Linked DNA regions of Mus musculus: region 2 is linked to region 1. The links are chromatin contacts, called in public Hi-C maps. All regions are on one chromosome and are shown on one strand. Each heading gives the region's core, a stretch centred on a gene start, on an enhancer-like site or on the middle of the called end of the contact. The rest is flanking DNA. Distances are from core to core; before and after follow the strand shown.

Region 1 (2,700 bases), core at 64-2,563:
GTTCGAGGCCAGCCTGGTCTACAAAGTGAGCTCCAGGACAGCCAGGGCTATACAGAGAAACCCTGTCTCGAAAAAACCAAAAAAAAAAAAGAAACCCTGTATCGAAAAAAAACAAAAAAAATTAAAAAGAGAGAGAGAGAGAGAGAGAGAGAGGAGAGTGAAAGAGAAATGAAAAGAGGAAAGGGAGGGAAGGGGAGAAGTGGGGGGCAGTTTCTTTATGCAACATGGGACCCTTCCACCCTTACAGGAAACAGAACTGAGAGTGTTAAAATAATCTTTAGAGTTTTTCAGATAAATGCAAAGAGGTCAGACCCAAAATGATGTCACAGAAATTAAGATGTTTGGGGTAAAAGTTGGGTGCGCCTCAGATAACCTGTCCTCCAGGCCTGAACCCCTACTCCTTGTCTGAGGACTTTGAATCTGCCTATTTGAGCCGACATATAGTCATTTCTATTCTAAACTCTGAAAGGTTACTCAGAAAATAAAGTTGTTTGCTTGAGTGTTCCTCTGCCTCTTTGTTATAATGTAACTGTGTTTCTGGTCTGAAAATAGCAACAGTGGGGGTGGGGAGGGTAGGGGGGTAGGGGGTGGGGGGTTGGCCCCTAGAGCATCAAGCAGCCCAGACAATTCACTGCTCAAACCCACCCTCTCCCAAACCTGAGTGGTTTCATGTCACATCCATCCAACCATTTGTTCATCTAGTCTCTCGTTACCATTCCATTGATCTGTGGTTGTCAGACCCTCTGCTAGATGCTGAGATAGAAAGAAGATGGATGTGACCCTCAGGACACTGGGAAATGTAATTCTGATTAAATGAAGTCAGTATCAAGGGATTATTGCTAATTTGCAGGAGAACAATGGTATTGTGGCTGAGAAGGAAAAGGTCCTTTTCTCTCTCCCCCAGAACACTTAAGGGTGCATGGTATGGTATCTCTGACTTAATTCAGTGAAACGAATGAGAAGACACACAGGGTAAAATGATAGTAATTGCTCTGCCAGGTGTGGATGTGTGCATGTTTATGATAATGTTTGAATGTGAGGTATGCCCCCGTAGGCTTCTGTATTTAAACACTTGGTTCCCACTCTAGTTGATGACAGTGTTTGTTGGAGTAGGTGGAACTTTGGGGGTACAGCTGGCATAGGCCGGTCTCTGGGGACAGGCCTTTGAGGACTGTGCCCACTTGCTTCCAGCTTGCATTGTCTGCTTCCTGATCTGCCAGATGTTGGCAGCGGCCACCTCATGCCCCTGCCGCTATGGGTGGAGCTGCCCCAGCCACTTGTGCCTTCCCCATCTGATGAACTTTATCCTCTAAACCAGAAGCCAAAGCAAACACTTCCTCCCCTGAGCTGTTTCAGCTGGTATATGGTCCCACAGTCCAGAGCAGTGGTTCTCAACTTTCCTAATGCTGCAACCCTTTAATACAGCCTCGTGGGGTGACACCCCCCCCCCGGCATAAAATTATTTTCATTGCTACTTCCTAATTGTAATTTGCTGCTGTTACAATATCAGAATGCAAATATCTGTGTTTTCCTAGGGTCTTAGGCAACCCCCCCCCCCCCCCCCCGTGAGAACCACTGGTCTAAAGTAACTAACAGAATTTACTCTGTGGAGTTGATAGGCTGCACACTTAACTTTCATTTTTAAAAGACCTCATAAGGAAAAGTTAATGCCAGGTCTGATAGCTCTGGCCTTGGATGCCATTAAGGGAGACTAAGGCAGGAAAATTGCAAGTTCGAGGCTTTACATGGAGTAAATTCAAGGTAAGCCTCTGCAACTTAGTGAGACCCTGCTTCTGAGTTCGAGGCCAGCCCGGTCTACAAAGTGAGTTCCAGGACAGCCAGAGCTAAACAGAGAAACCCTGTCTCGAAAAGCCAAAAAAAAAAGTAAAAAGAGGCCTGGTGATGCAGTCAGTAACAGAGTTGTTTCCTGGCAGGCACAGAGTCTTCGATTTAATCCCCAATTCTAGGGATTAAATACTTAAAAAACATTTTTGAGTTAAAAGCAAACAAACAATCCATTCGTCTTTAAGATAGCTCTGATATTGTCCTGGGGGACAGGGGTGTGGATTTAAGCCTAGAAGTCATTTCCCCAAAGGCAAAGGATAGAAAAGGATACAAATGGATATAAATGGATACAAATGGGAAACTTTGCACTTTCCTCTTGTTTCTTTTCTGTGTTTTTCCCCATCAAGCTGTGGCCTGTTTATACAAATACAGTTCTTAAAACCCTAAAGCAGCAGTCAGTGAAAAAAGTTGTCCCTTTTCCTGCAAGAGACTAATAGACAGCCAAGACCTACTCTGCTCCGATGACCTCTGTAGACAGAGAGCGCTTGGGGTTAGTCTGGTGTTCAGAACTGCAAAGACTGTACTTTTAACAGTTTTCTAAAGTACTGGCAGCATCAATTTGCCTCTACATTCCCTCCAATTGTACAGCTTGGGAAAGTATGCTGATTTCTACTCTCGGGGGCTCCTGCTGCTCCATGCTGCTCAATGATTATTCCAGAAACAGAGAAGCAGGCACTCTCAGTGGATGACGTTTGAATGAAAGCGAACAGTAGCTCAGCATGAACTAGGAAGTGCCAAAGATGAAGTCATGGTCCGTCCTGCGACCACAGTCAGCCTGCTGGAGAGGCCAGACCTGAGAGCCCTGAGAAGGGAGTTACAAGATAAAACACAGGATGCCCAGTTAAACATGAGGGC
Region 2 (2,700 bases), core at 173-2,672, 97 kb after region 1:
CCAATTCCCAGCGCACTGTGCTTTTTTCTTTCCTTTTCTTTCTTTTTCTTTTCTTTTTTTCATTTTCTCTTTCTTTTTCTGCTGCAGCCGCCTTACCTTCCAGGAAGCCTTTGGTTTAGAATAATATTTACATGTATTTGCATTTCTTTTGTACACACAGATGGGGGGATGGTCATGGCGGAGAGTTTTGCTTAGAAATGAAACCGCTTCCTGGGCCGGTACACAAAATGCTATTCCAATTGCCAATTTCAAATCCTGAAGCAACTCAGTTCAGCTCAAATCCAGGTGATTTCTCTCACGCTCCCTCAGTCCCAAAGCCCCCGCCCCTGCTTTTTCCATGGCTGCTTTGTCATTCTCCACATAAGGCAGGGGTGGGCAAGCTCTATTTGTTTTGGTCTTATACAAACTGGAAATGTTTCCTCCTGCAATCTTTCATGGTTTTTAGTCATTTTTAGAGAACTCTGTGGGCACCCTCTGGTGGCTGACTAGAATTTTTGCCTACAAAAATCAAGAGTTTGACTGAGATGGCTTAATCTCACTAACAGTCCTGATCTTTGGCTTTCCGTGGAACAGCGTGAGTTTCTCTGAGAAGTTAGTTCATCGCATGAAGCATGAGAGACAAGCATGCAGCAGTTGGTTTGAAACCCGCTGAGGAGAAAGGTGCCGTACAAAAAAATGCTAGCGCTAGGTGCTGCCATGGCTTGTAGGTTGCAGTGTTGCCAGGCCAGCCTGGGTACATGGGATGAAAGGTGACCTTCTGTGGGCTCTTGGAAGACTTAGCTTCCACAGGAAACACATGCACAGCACGCAGAGCACACACACACACACACACACACACACACACACATGCTCCCTGGGTGACAGCTGTGATGGACGGTAACAACGGAACAATGGCTGACTCCTTTTTTGTTTAAAACCAAAAGAGAATTAAGTCAAGCCAAAGAATGATATAAGGGAGGTTGGGAGGTCAGCGGAACTGGAAAGGTCCCAGGAGAAGGGTAAATCAGGAAGACTAACGCTTGACTTCCTTAGACCTGCTCAAGAGAGCAGCGGCTTTTGAAAACCCCTCAGGTCTTTGGAGAATCCTTGGGGTGGCTGGGGAGGTCGAAACTAGCTTTCGGGAAGAATTATGCGGCCCTCCTACCTGATCTCTCATGCCCTTGAGCCCTGAAACCCTGGGGGTTTGATAAGTACTGCAGCTTTGTCAACAAAGACATCAGCTTCGTTTCCTTAACTCTTTCCCAAAGATTTAATTAGTCTCAGGATATTCACCGGAGTCAGTTAATGTCACCTTCATATTGTGAGCAGAGGTGCACAGGGGTTAAACATGAGTGTGACTTCAGGGACTCTAGGAGGCAGCTCCACTGCCCTGGTGCCCCGGAATCTCCCCTGCCGTGGCCTCAGTTCTCAGTTACCACCCATCATGCACTTTGTCCCTCTGCACAAGCGGCAGAAGTGAAAGCCAGCAGGACAAGGTTTCATGGAAGGGCACTCTGGGAGAAGCAATGTCCCAGCAGGCCCTAGAAGCCAGAAAGACAGCCCAGCTGTTCAGATCCCAGACCACACAGTCTTTAGGCCTCGCAGCATCTTTTACCTGCAGACAAAGAGGCATTGTCTACCAGGACAACTTCCTTAAGGAAATTATTTTCATGTGCTCTGTTTCACAGCCAGAGCCCAGGGCAAAAAGGAAGTCCCAGTTCCAGCAAGCTGTCAGTCACGCTGCTCCCGCTCCCAGGATTGGGGTAACAGCTACTTCTCAGCCAGGATGCATTTGAGAGTGCTGTGTGCGAGGGTGGAACAATGTCTTGGGTGGGTATTCCAGAAGCTGAGGTATGATGACTGAGCAACAATGGCACCGTGACCACACCTGTGGGAGCAGACGAAGCTTAGCCGCCCTCAGAGACACCCTGAAATCCACTGAGCTGAACCCGGTGAAACCTCTCCTTCACTTTCTGTCTCTGGTCTGTGCTTCCAGTAAAATGAAAATATCATTTCATGGCTGTTGTGGACCACACTCAATCTGGGCTGTATCGACCATCATGCTAATTGCAGCCAACAATACTTGCTGAGTACAGGCATCACCTTTTATACAGATTAGATTAACTTACTCATTTTCATGACAACCAAATGTTCCCCATTTTAAAAAAAAAAAGGATACCAAGCAAGGAAGTGAAATGCCTGGCCCCACTTGGGATGATGGTGGTTAAACATGAGTTCATTCAGGGTTCATTCAGGCTGATGGGCACCAGGCCCTGAGCTCTTCACAACCACTGCTGCTATTCCTTGAAGCCCTGTGTGGCAAGCTCAGTTACCCTTTGCAGAAGCCTGCATATGGTATGTGCTGTAATCATTCCCAGCTAGTGATGAGACCATAGAGAAAGTAAACAAGACTACACTGCTAGCAGAGGGAGAGACAGAGTAAAGCCAGTGTTTTCAGTCCTTGGACCTGAGGGCAGGCAGTTAAGAGCACTTGCTGCGCTTTGAGAGAAGCAGAGTTTAATCCCCAGCAGCCATGTGAGGCAGCTCTCAGCCACCTGTAACTCCAGCTCCAGGGGATCTGACATCCTCCCCAGGCCTCTGAGGGCACACAGTCACATTCTTACAGACACATAGACACACACACACACGTAGATAAAATAAAAATAAATCTCAACTAGTAAATAGTACAGAGGGACTCTGGTATCTACATGCAAAAGATGA

What was found. Hi-C and Micro-C count contacts between places; a contact is called where the count stands out from the background.
Region 2: a contact with region 1 is called in a Hi-C map of liver, with 4 times the contacts expected there. The contact joins two enhancer-like sites. A contact is called at or near these places in 2 of 39 promoter capture datasets (hippocampal neurons and liver), 8 of 484 Hi-C or Micro-C datasets (T follicular helper cells, embryonic stem cells, liver and 2 more) and 1 of 9 other capture datasets (embryonic stem cells).

The regions. Positions count from the first base shown.
Region 1 is chr12:54,255,683-54,258,382 of GRCm38.p6, forward strand. No RefSeq gene overlaps it. Among named protein-coding and RNA genes, the nearest start is that of 1700104L18Rik, 23 kb to the left of the region's middle. Within about 2 kb of position 1,314, at least 21 of the 459 cell types and tissues checked have an H3K27ac peak or open chromatin away from gene starts, as enhancers often do. A contact at or near this core is called in liver, where this site is marked.
Region 2 is chr12:54,352,984-54,355,683 of GRCm38.p6, forward strand. It overlaps Gm35895 (a long non-coding RNA gene), which reads left to right. Exons shown (of 3, transcript XR_381605.3): 3 at 161-256. Among named protein-coding and RNA genes, the nearest start is that of Gm35895, 3.5 kb to the left of the region's middle. Within about 2 kb of position 1,423, at least 24 of the 459 cell types and tissues checked have an H3K27ac peak or open chromatin away from gene starts, as enhancers often do. A contact at or near this core is called in liver, where this site is marked.